2 separate regions of the Capra hircus genome follow, and region 1 is linked to region 2. Evidence: chromatin contacts called from public Hi-C data. All regions are on one chromosome and are shown on one strand. The core of a region is the stretch at or near the end of the contact, and the rest is flanking DNA. Distances in the headings are between cores, read along the strand shown.

Region 1 (6,127 bases), core at 2,153-4,652, 130 kb after region 2:
AGAAAGATGGAACCAAAAGCACACAGGAGCCAGCTTGAAGGGGCCCTCACTGGCCTCACCCGGGACAATTTGAACATCAAATTAAGTAACCACGACAGCAGAGTAAGAAAGGAACCACACATCCAGACAGACAGACGTGCAGAAACGGAGGAAAGGCTGATGATGCACCGGTTATTCACAGAGCCTCAAAGCACCTCCCCTCACCTTAGCAATGGCCACAGAGGAAAGAGGACTGCATGGTGGAGAAGGCTGGCAGACACCACGCTCATCCAGGGCTTCGGGTGAACATGCAGGGGGAGGGACAAAGGGAAAGCTGGCGGGGGGTGGCGATGGGGTGGATACCTCCCTCCAGAGTCAGGCAAACCCGGGGTGAGGGGCAGCCACAGAACCACTGATGGAATCTTCCAAGATGGCAAGGTCATGACCAGGAGGAGAAACTCAGACTAGAGGGGACAAAGACACAGTGGCCAAATGGAACAGGAGAGGCTGGACTGCATTCAAGGCATTGTTATCAGTGCACGAAGAAACTCGACTGGGGTCTGAGACCTAGCTGGTGGCGATACAGCAAAGCGAATTCTCTGATGTTGATGATTTCACTGCGGTTGTGTGAAATACACACTCAGGTATTCAGGGGTGGAAAAGCATGAAGTCAGTAACTTACTCTCAAATAATTCAGGAAAAATACGTTCACCGTACTTTTCTGTATGTTTGAAGTTGTTTCAAAACAAACAAAGCAATGTTTCCAACTTAAAACTGCCTGAAGTAACAGATAAAGTAATGATGACAGTGTCTTTTTAAATGAAGGGTTAAAAGACTTCCAGCGAGTGTTTTTCAACCAGGAGAGACGTTTCCCCTCCAGGGCACATGTGGGAGTACCTGGAGACATTGCTGGCTGTCACAGATGGGAGGTGCTGCTAGTATCTGGTGGATCTACAGACCAGGACTGCCTGGCATCCTGTAACACACAAGACAATCCCCACAGCAAAGAAAGATCCTGGGCAGGTGTCAACAGTGCCAGGGTACCCTTTATGCAAAAATCTAGCCAGCACCACCAACAAAATCCTGGTCAGTCGTACTGCTCATTAACCAAGTGGCCTTAGACAAGCTTCTTCATCTTCCCGTGCCTCAGCTTTCTCATCTGAGAAATGGGTATAACAGGCCTCTGGGAGGAATAAGATGAGAACACATGTGTGCTTATGGAGATGCTCATCCCCATTCAGGGATGGGGGTGAGCATCAAATAGGCACCTGTCCAGATCACTGCTAACCACACCTGGGGCTCCCTGAGCCCTGGAGTTCTGAGACCAGGAGGACTGAGGCCAGATTATTCCCACTCTGCTTGAGCTGGTGAGAAAGCTCGGGAGGGCACTTGCCGGACCCAGCACAGGGCCACTAAGAAGTGCGTGGCGGATACACAAAGGGGTGGACAAGCGCATAAAGACTCCTGCACCCCTCCAGCTCCCACTGCTCCCACCCTGCTCAGTCCACCCACATCTTCACCGTAAGTCACCTCCTTCCCTGGGAACCAGACCCCCAAGGACCCACCGGAAGCCAGTGTGCCAAGGTGGACACCACTGAGCCCAGGCTCAGTTCCTGGTAGGTCTGACTTTTTAAGAGAAGGTGCTTTTTGTCTTTTCTCTCTCTCTCTCTTTTTTCTTTGTATGTGTGTGACAAAACTGCTATCATGGAGGTTTGAAGAAAAAAATAAACTGACAGCAATGGAAACTCTAATACTAGAAAAATGTCAAGAAAGCAACAAACGCGGGTTTCAATGAGACACTGAGCCTGACAGCTCATGGAAAAAGGCTTGAAACTGTCAAAACACAAAAAGCCCCCTTGCGAAGAGAACACAAGCACCTGCTTGTGAAACTCATCAAACCCAAAACACGCCTCACGCGCTGTGTTCAGGGGCCAAGCCAGGAGCCAGGCTAGGGCAAAGCTTTCTGTGGGGCCCGGGGACGTGGGGGCGAGGAGGCCTGAGTTGACCGCTGGGTGTCAGGCTGGGCACTGGGTGGTGGACAACCCATTGTGGGGGTGGGGGGGTGAGGAAGAGGATAAAGGACTGAGACCTCTGCCAATGAGACCTGCCGGCTCCAGGACCAGTTCCTGAGTCTGGCCATGGCAACTACAGACAGTGTGGCCCTGGGTCTCGTCTCTTCATTATGAAATGAAGAGCATCACCCATTTCCCATGGAGCTTCTGGGTCTGTGAGACCATCATAGGACCCTGCCTTGAAACCAGAAAGGAAGCTCAAACCGTTTGTGTTTGCTCCTTCCCCTGTGGTCAGGGCTCATACACAGTAGGTGCTCAAACAATGCTTGTGGCATGTTGAGGAGGACCTTGTCCTGCCTTGAAAGATATCGTGCAGGGGAGAAGAAATACTTGGCACACAATGGCTGGGGTCCCCCCTCTTGTCCCCTGCCAGGTGAGAGCTGAGTCTGCTGCCTGGATGGGTGAGGCATGGAAGGCTGCCTGGAAGAGGTGGTCTGGAGGCTGGCCAGGGATCAGAGAGAAAAGTTCAGATCAACTGAGAACTCAGGAAGGCCTGGACTCCTGGTGAGAAAAAAGGCCCCAGACACAGGGGAGCTGTCAGCAAACAGCAGCCACAACCTGCAAATGCTGACTGCGCGCAGGCTCTGCACACAGCGCTTAAGGGCCCCAACACAACGGACCCACACACCCACTCTCTGAATTAGACCCCATCTCCAAGGCAGCGCTAGTGCTAAAGAACCCAGCTGCCAATGCAGGAGACAGAAGAGACATGGGTTCGATCCCTGGGTCAGGAAGATCTCCTGGAGGGAGGGTATGAATCCTATGGACAGGGAGCCTGGCAGTCCATAGGATCACAGTCGGACACGACTGAGTGACTTGGTACAGATGAGGAAACTGAGACACAAAGGAATTAAGTGATTCACCCAAAGTCATGTAGCTCATAGTGCGGAATCAGGACTGTAGCCCTGTTAGCCTGCTCCCCCCACCCCAACCCTTACACCCTGGGCACCAGCAGGAGGGAAGGGGGTGGGGGAAATGACAAGGAGACTGGGAAGGAGGGACAGAGAGAAGAGGGGAAGGGAAGGCCTCTCCTGAGGGCACGGCCGAGGAGAGAATTAAGGACAAGGTGAATTTTTGAAGCTTCGGGCCCAGACCGCATCCGACGCAGAAGGGAACATGTCACAGTTTCCACCCACATTATATTCCCATCACATACGAGGTTGCACAGAAAGGAGGAGCAGCTTGTGGGAACCCCCCCACACAGAGGGAGCCCCAAGGGAGTTCTGGCCCACCGTGCAGAGCTGCGGTGTAGCCGCACCCAGCCCTTTTGGACCCCTGGACACTCACCCACAGGCTCCAGCGTGGGCCGGAAGGTCTGGACTGGGTAGCACAGATGCAGCTCTGAAATGACAGCAGCAGGAGGACTGGGGTGCCAGCCTCAAAGAGTCTCAGCGGGCAGGATGGGAAAAGGACCCAGGCCGGGCCAGCACAGGGCACCCTGCCCTCCCAGGGCCCCAAGGATACATGCACTTACTCTGTCCAATCCACTTCCTGCAGGCCCTCTGGTGGCACAGGACGAAGGAGCTGAAGCTGACGACCACCGCCAGTATCAGAATCACCCAGAAGAGCACAGGTCCTGAAACACAGGGGTGCCCTGCATTCTCACCCTGACATCCTGGCATGGGGCCAGGGGCCCTACAGCAACCACACAGCACAGCCCTCACCCCAGACTGCTTCCTCCTTCTGGACACAGACTCCACTGTTGCTGACAGGACCTGGTCCTTTCCCAAGCCAGAAGAGAAACCCAGACCCTGTCTATAGCTATCTGGTCCAGCCCTCACCCACCTGTCCTTTCTCGCCTGGCTCTGGGAAGCCCATGGGGAGCTGAAGAGTTGAAGGATGCACAAACCATTGCTAAAGGGGGAGAAACAGAGAGGTCAAGGAGGCAGAATGAAGAGGGAATTGAGGTCCAATAGGATGAGCTCAGGGGACTGGGGAGGAAGGCAAGCGTGATGCCCAGTCCCGGGCGGCTGGCAGACAGAGCAATCAAGAGGGTGAAGTTAGGAGTCTGGCACAACTCCCGGCCCCTCCTCTAGACTGGAAACTCCACAAGGGCAGGCACAACATCTACTCCACACATAAGCACACTCAGCAAGTGCTTCTTGAATGAGGAGTCAAAAGCCCTATGCCATGGGCACCATGACCATCTCCATTTTACAATGGAGGGAAGCTGATGTTTGCAAAGATTAACAGGCCCAAGGTCACCCAGAGGGTAGAAATTATAGCTCAGGCCAGGCCAGCACAACTCTAGAGCCCACACTGTTAACCACTATCTGGATATATTTCATTATCTCTTAGTACTTAACTTGCCTCTTTTTTTTTTTTTTTTTGGCCCCTTTGTCACTTATGAAAATCAACATATAGTTATTATTTTTTAAAATCCATGTTTAGGTGCTGAAAAAGTAGCATGTACCCAATAGCTTCCCTGGTGGCTCAGTGGTAAGGAATCCACCTGCCAATGGAGGAGACGCTGATTCTCTCCCTGGGTCGGGGAAGGAGAAGGAAATGGCTACCCACTCCAGGATTCTTGCCTGCATGGGGTCGCTGAGAGTCGGACATGACTGAGAGACTTCACTTTCACTTTTCACTTGCATGCATTGGAGAAGGAAATGGCAACTCACTCCAGTGTTCTTGCCTGGAGAATCCCAGGGACGGGGGAGCCTGGTGGGCTGCCGTCTATGGGGTCACACAGATTTGAACACGACTGAAGCGACTTAGCAGCAGCAGCAGCAAGAATGACTTACCGAACGAACAATAACAACACGTACCAGATAAGTGCTTCTCAGACATTCCTGTGGCTATGAATCTTCTGGGGACCATGTTAAAATGCAGAGTCTGATTCAGTTGGCTGGGGGAGGCTGGTAATTTGCTTTTCTAACAAGTTGTTAAACTGCCAAATCCAGGACCTCTCAGAGGGCTGGCTGAGCACTATCGCCGCCTAGTGTCCAACACTAGAACTGCAAGTCCTTAAAATCGCACGCCGGGAGCCGGTAATGCCCGGGTATATCATTCTTTGCTTACTGCCCTTTGAGGTACACGCTGTTACAACGTTAAAAGGTGAGAAAGCTGAAGCCCAAAGTAAGTAAGAAACTAGTCAAGATCATGAGGTAGTGGTAGTTTGGTCACACAGTCGTGTCCGACTCTTGTGACCCCATGGACTGTATGTAGCCCACCAGGTTCTTCTGTCCATGGAATTTTCCAGGCAAGAATACTGGAGTGGGTTGCCATTTCCTTTTCCAGGGCATCTTCCTGACCCAAGGATTGAACCCGCATCTCCTGCACTGCAGGCAGATTCTTTACCACTGAGCCACCAGGGAAGCCCAGTCAAGGTCATGAGATTAGTTGCCAAATATTTCGTGAGTAGCAATTATGGGCCATGGAGAAGAAGCTGAGAATAAAATCCCTGCTCAGAAGAATCAAGGAATCATCTCTAGCAAGTGACAGAGCCACAGCTCCAGATCAAGAAGCCGAAGACCTGGGGTCAACTTTGTTCCCAGGACTTCCCAAGCCCCACTCTTCCTCCCCACCAAGTGATGCTGTTGCCCATTGAGAAGCCTCCCTCCTTGTGGTCCCCAGGGAGGAAGGCCCTGCTTCGTGGGGGTGATCATTACCTGAAACCAGAGCCGGCTTTCCCGTGGAGGAGAAGGAGATGGGAGCACTGGTTGAGACCAGGGTGTCCTCCCAGGTGTGGGTGACACCCGCTTCATGCTCCTTACCGGTCAGGGAGTCAGCCAGGGAGACCAAGGAGGGGGTGGGGCTGCAGAGAGAGAGGCCAGAGGTAAGACAGATGACTGAGATGGAAACAGAGGTCTGCGACCCCAGCTCCTCTGCCAACAGTCTCCGCCAGGCACTTCGAGGGCAGGGCCTGGGTTTCTAGGCCTTCTGGCCTTCCACGGTGCCAGCACAGACATAGACTCACATTCTCCAAAATGACCTGCGGGCTTGGCCTAGGGATCAAGCCCAAGCTCCACTGCCATCCCTAGCCGGCTGCCCCCACCCCCAGGCAGGGCCGGTGAAGAGAGAGGCCCAAGGAGTCACCTGGTAGGCGCCCCACGGTCCTCTGGGCTGGTGTTGCA
Region 2 (6,411 bases), core at 1,544-4,043:
TATCTAACTCTAGTTATATTCTGATCAGCGTGTCTCTCTCAAAATGATCAAATATCAGAACAAATCAAGTTAATACTACTAATCGCTTGCCTAAAACAGATGGCAATTCACCAACACCCTGGATGAATCATACAGCTATACGTACTGGATTAGGGAAGACCAGAAGAGGAAACATGGTTCCTTCCGTAGCCAGGTCTTGCAGAAAGAGTCCACCCAACCGGACTAAGAGCAAGGAGGAGTTTCTTCGAGGAAGAGATTCTGCTAGAAGTTTTACACCTACAGAAGATAAATGTTAAGAGCTGATATATGCCATCATAGCCTGAAGTATTTTCAAAGTATTAGATATAATATTTTATAGTGAACTATCAGATATAATGAACTATTTCTCCTTCGAATTGGAACAAAATAACCCTATCTACATATCTATATGTCTACTTTTGTTCAGTTCAGTTGCTCAGTCGTGTCTGACTCTGCGACCCCATGGACTGCAGCATGCCAGGCTTTCCTGTCCACTGACATAAATTTGTAAGGAATATCAGAAGCTTTCCAACACAATGAATTTTAAACAGAGCACTTCTTAATTTAGTTCAAACAATCTGCTAGTTCACACTAAGTTTATGACTTCTCAGCTCTCAAGATTACAAAGTCAAAGCCAGTCAAAAACTGGCTTTTTTTTTTGGTCACTTGCCTTTAAACTACTCACAGACCTCAGATAAGTGCCTATTTTATGAACTACAATAAATCTATTTGTGAGAAGACATAACTAACATCTGGGCCATTTATTTACGTACTTTCAATTCAAATCCACAAAAAGAAGTCAAAAATTTTTCATTATTTGCAGATTCCATATTTGCGAATTTACCTACTCACTAAAATTTACTGTAACCCCAAAAATAATACATTCACAGTGCTCTGCAGACATGTGCAGAGCAGCAAAAAATTCAAGTCACCTGAAGTGCGTGTTTCCAGCTAAAGTTGAACAAGGCAACACTCTGCCTTCTTGTTTCAGCTCATACCAGTGCCCTTATCATGACCTAATTAGTGGCAATTTTTGGCATTTTTGTGCTTTTTGTTTTAGTGATTTCACTGTTTAAAAGGGCCCCCAAGCACAGTGCAGGAGCACTGTGTCTTACAGAGGAAATACATGTAGTAGATAACCTTCACTCAGACATCAGTCACAGTGTCAGTGTCGCTGGCCACGAGATCCATTAACAAATCAACAACATGTATTAAATAAGGTGTCATCAAACACACACACACACAGAACAACATTATGTATTGATCCACTGATGAATGTCATCACCAAATGCTTACAGACAACCTAACCTTGTGCTCCCCCAGGGGCCATGACTCAGTACCCATGGCAACTTTCTACAACAGAACTACCACAAATACCGAGACTCAAGTGGACACTGGTGCCTGGGGAGATAGAGAGCATCAGGAAGCATCTTGGGGGCAGCACCTGAAAACTCAAGCTGCATGAAAGCACTCTGGTTCATCTGGGGAGCCCCTTGCTCCTGGTGCAGCAGAGTCACAGTCCCTCGCTGCAGCTGCAAGTTCAGTTTCGCAAAGACGTGGTCTCGCTTTGTGTACGTGTTCATACAAGAGGCATCCGCAGTAGGGTCAAAAAACTCCTCGGAGCCTGAACATGAGGAAGAAGAGGCTTTAAGAAAACACATGGGAAAGTTTAAAAGCACTGATGGCAGTCTCAATGATATGACATTACATCTCCCTTTTAGGAAAGAACTCCAAAGTCATGGGTGACTTTTATTCACTAACATGAAACGACTCTAACCGCCTTATAAGGGCTCTGATCACCTTACTGTCAAATGAGGGGCAATGCCAAATGCATGGCAAACTACAGCGTAAGGCAGCAATGCCCAGCACGGCGCAATGCTCCATACACTGCACTGTCCACGTGGTGGCCACTACCCACAAGAGGCTCTGAGCACTGTGGCTCATGTGGCTAGCCAACTGAGAAGTGAATTTTTTATTTTATCTGAATAAATTTAAATAGCCATTTGTGACTGCGGCTACCATACTGGACAGCCTGGGTCTAAAGGGTGACTCTGGACTGGTATTCAAGCCCTCAGGGTTTCAAACTTTTTTTACTGGATCAGATTCTCTTCACAATCACTGCCACTCAGATCTGTTTGAAACCATGTAAATATTCAAATTCAGTAATGGAGTTGTAAACGAAGTATCTCTTAAAACCTACTCTCAGGCTTCGCTGAGGTCCAGTAGTAAAGAATCTGCCTGCCAATGCAAGAGACACAGGCTTGATCCCTGGTCTGGGACGATCCCACATGCTGCAGAGCAACTAAGCCCATGGGCCACAACTACTGAGCCTGTGCTCTAGAGCCCAGGAACTGGAACTACCGGGCCCACGTGCCACAACTACTGAAGCCCACGAGCCGAAACTAGAGAAAAGCCCACACAGCAACAAAGGTTCAGCACAGCCAAATATAAATAAAGAAAATTATTTTTTAAAAAACCTCTCTCTGCCTCTATAAACATGAGATAAACTGTTACAAATGTCTACCTTTTATTTTTTAATTTGAAATATACCATGGGCCAGTTTCCCAAATAATAGGTGAACCATGAACCAAGTGTCTCCCTTCACTGTAATCAAGAAGGACACATGAAAGCCAGCTCCCGCCTTACCCAGGATCTCCTCCGGAGTCCACTGCTCCTGCGGCTCCGCCATCAGGCCCTCCACTGGCTTCCCTTCAGGGCTCTGCTGCCCATACCAGCCACCCCAGCCGGGAAACCAGGACTGAAGGTACTGCAGCATCCCGCTGCCTCCCCTGGGGCCTGGGTCTCCAGGAGAGTCTCCCAGAGGATCCAGCTGAGGCTCCCGTAGGCTCTGTGTCAATCAGAAATGAGCACACATGAGGACCAAAGAGACAGGGCATGAGGTGCCACTCCTCGCTCTCTGTGCCCCCAGAAGCACTCAGCACGCTGCGTGTGACACAGGGTCTCCTACCTCTGCCAGTTCTTCCTGCTTGTGAAACCGTTCATGCACCAGTTCACGCAAAATCTTCAGTTCCTCAAAGCTCTGCTCCTCTTCAATCCGATACATTTCCTCCTGTTCGGGTGAAGAAAACAGGTGTCAGGGCTGCAGAGAAAGTGGACACCATCATGAACCCATCCAGTACTAAAGGAACCCACCTGGCCCCCAATGTTTCCAATGCTTCCAAGGCCCAGAAACCATGAAGATAAACAGTGAGTTCCATAACTGCTAAGCTTCTGGTTCAAACAGCTTTTCCGTATAACCCCGGTAGACCCTACCTGTACTCTGAGACTAACGGGAAGTGCAGAGAGAGCAGAGTGGTATTGAGTTGTTAACAGGTACATGAAGGACAAGTGTTGCTGGACTAGCCCATCTTTGCTCTGCAAAGGCAGTTTACAAAGTGCTTAACATGGTGTTACCTCAACTGATTCAAGCTGGTGGCTGGTTGTTAACCTTCCCGAGTCAGAGGAGGAAACTAAGGACCTAGTTTACAGAGCAAGTGTGCAGGCCTCCAGCTTCTTTATGTTTCATGTGGGACATTAGCAAGGAAGTGGTCGTTTTCATTCGTTTCATGCTAATTAGGAAAGAACAACAGTGGCCAGCGACACACAAAGATGTGGAGGAAAGTAGAGTCAGCTCTCCTAAGCTGTTTCTTGAAAGTGAAAGTTGTTAGTCGCTTAGTGGTGTCGGACTCTGCGTCCCTATGGACTATAGCCCACCAGGCCCCTCTGTCTATGGGATTCTCCCGGCAAGAATACTGACTGGAGTGGGTTGTCATTCCCTGCTCCAGCGGATCGTCCCAACCCAGGGATGGAACCTGGGTCTTCTGTACTGCACGTGGATTCTCTACCATTGGAGCCACCAGGGAAGCCTTACACCCTGCCACTAAGGAAAAGGGGATTATACATGTTTACTTGTTCACCTCAGTTGTAATTCAGATTTTCCCTTGCTCCATGTCTTTCCCTATGCCTTTAAGAAAACTATCTGAAACAAAAGGTCTGGTTTATTCCATCCTTTTATTAAGGCTTCTATGTCAGTAACCACGCCTGACACTCATGAAAGAAGCACTAGCAGAGTGGGTTATACCTCAGGGTGCTGGCAAGATAGGTGAGAACACCCAAGGATGCACCATTGCCACTGGTTACCACAATGGGGTGCTCTCACAGGATGAATGTGTTCCCCCAATATGTGCATGTCGAGGCCTTAATCCTCAACGTGACAGGATCTGAAAGTGGAGCCCATGGGAGGTGAACAGGTTTAGATGAGGTGATGAGGACAGGACCATCATTATGGGACTAGTTCCCTTGTAGGAAGGGAAAGACAAACAGCTCTCTCTCTGCCCAAGAAAGGCCAGGTAAACACACAGGGAGAAGGCAGCTGCCCATAAACCAGGAAGATGGTCTTCCCCAAGAACCAAATCTACTGGCACCTCGATCATGGAATTTCAGCCTCCAGAACTGTGAGAAGTAAGCATCCATTTAAAGCGCCCCACCCTGTGGAATGTTGTTATAGCAGCCCAAGCTAAGACAGGTGCTGCTGCTGCTGCTAAGTCGCTTCAGTCATGTCCGACTCTGTGCGACCCCAGAGACGGCAGCCCACCAGGCTCCCCCGTCCCTGGGATTCTCCAGGCAAGAACACTGGAGTGGATTGCCATTTCCTTCTCCAATGCATGAAAGTGAAAATTGAAAGTGAAGTCGCTCAGTCGTGTCTGACTCTTAGCGACCTTAGGACTGCAGCCTACCGGGGTCCTCCGCCCGTGGGATTTGCCAGGCAAGAGTACGGAGTGGGGTGCCATTGCCTTCTCCAAAGACAGGTGCTAAAGGGACACTTAGAAATGTTTACTAAAGAGAGTTAATTCAGACAATCCCCAGGCCAAAATTAGTCTAAACTGCTATTACAAAAACTGATGCTCGCAAAACCGAAACAAATCAAGGAGGAAAACACTCCCCACTGCCCTTCCTGAGGAGACAGAGGAGACAGACTGGAACTAGAGGAAGCTCCAGGTGTGGAGCTTCCTGCAGGTCTCTGGTCCTGCAGGTACTGAAACTGGAGCTGGCCTTCCCCTTGCTGCACACCCTCGGCCTAGGCTCTACCCCTAAAACTCCAGAGTCCATCGAGTCAGTCGCGATTAGGAAAAATGTGAAGAAAAGAGTTAGGATCAGGTGTTTGACACAAGTGACTAGATGCAGAGTCTCTCTGGGCCTTGCACAGAGAGCCAGGAGACCTGGCGGGACCATGGCCCCTTTTCCTTCCTCCCAGCCCACGGGCCAGCTCCCCTCTAACAACAGAAGATGGAGAAAGCTTCCTGCAGAGGCAAAACCCAGCCTTCTAAGTAGCTCTCACCCTAGTAAGGCCAACTTTATCCTAAAAAACTACCATCCCAAACAAAGACTTTTATTTCTTCACAGACTCCATTTTCTTCAGTCTTGAAGAGACATTCTTACCCTCTGAGTGGAGACGAGAAACGTGAGACAACACCCCTTACCTTGTCATCTGCAGACAGCAAGCCTCCTCTCAACGTGGTGAAGTACTTGTCGGTATAAGACACGGCGTCACGGGCCCGGCCCAACAAGAAGCCCCATGTGCAGCGCTTCCTCTGCTCCCGGATCTCATGCAGGTTGGCATTCAAAGCGAAATACCACCACTCTCGGCAGCTGAAACATTTCATAGCCATCTAGTTACTTACAGCAAAAGCAATGAAAATGCTATCAACCCAAGGCGATCCACAGCACACTACTCCCATTCTAGACATCTCTTGTCGGCCATCACTTTATGCTTCAAATTCAAATAATATTAGGCTAACTTCAACCTGTGGGGAAAGCTAATCTACTACATCCTCGATGGATAAACCAACAATAGTACATTACTCAATTGGTCTGAATGACCCATGACATCAGCCTCTCCCACTGACAGACAATCAAGTGATGGCTTTACAGTAAATCCCATTGTAAGATAATCAGCAAGGATTTGACTGTTAAATGGAAGACTCCAGGAAAGACTGGAAATACATAGGACCTTTAAAAAAGGTTTAATATATTGACTGGTCAAGTTGAGCACATCTACATGAAAACATTTATTTATCCTATGTGCTTGGTAAGTCACTTCAGCCATGTCTGACTCTTTGTGATGCTTTGGACATTTATGCTACAGATGTCATCAAGTGTATTACATAAATGCTGACTAAACTGGTTAGGAGAAAAGATACAAGGGAGTAGGTTCAAGAGTGCTACAAACTATTTACCACACAGTCAGATCCCACCAGAGCAAGGCTAGTCTCCTTGCTACATGAGACTGAGTTGTTGCTGTTGTTCAGTTGCTAAGTTGTATTCCACTCTTTGCAACCCCATGGACTGTAACCCACCAGGCTCCTCTGTCCATCAAGTTCTCCATGCAAAAAT

Evidence for each region. A called contact is a pair of places that touch in the nucleus more often than the background predicts.
Region 1: a contact with region 2 is called in a Hi-C map of liver, with 2.6 times the contacts expected there. The contact joins two enhancer-like sites. A contact is called at or near these places in 3 of 5 Hi-C or Micro-C datasets (blood and liver).

Annotation. Positions count from the first base shown.
Region 1 is chr16:40,063,084-40,069,210 of ARS1.2, forward strand. It overlaps TNFRSF8 (tumor necrosis factor receptor superfamily member 8), which reads right to left. Exons shown (of 13, transcript XM_018059943.1): 7 at 6,090-6,127; 8 at 5,663-5,808; 9 at 3,526-3,627; 10 at 3,339-3,392. Among named protein-coding and RNA genes, the nearest start is that of TNFRSF8, 30 kb to the right of the region's middle. Within about 2 kb of position 3,403, at least 2 of the 5 cell types and tissues checked have an H3K27ac peak or open chromatin away from gene starts, as enhancers often do.
Region 2 is chr16:39,930,063-39,936,473 of ARS1.2, forward strand. VPS13D (vacuolar protein sorting-associated protein 13D) reads right to left here. Exons shown (of 69, transcript XM_018060322.1): 10 at 5,499-5,667; 11 at 2,987-3,088; 12 at 2,665-2,866; 13 at 1,463-1,642; 14 at 146-276. Among named protein-coding and RNA genes, the nearest start is that of VPS13D, 28 kb to the right of the region's middle. Within about 2 kb of position 2,794, at least 1 of the 5 cell types and tissues checked has an H3K27ac peak or open chromatin away from gene starts, as enhancers often do.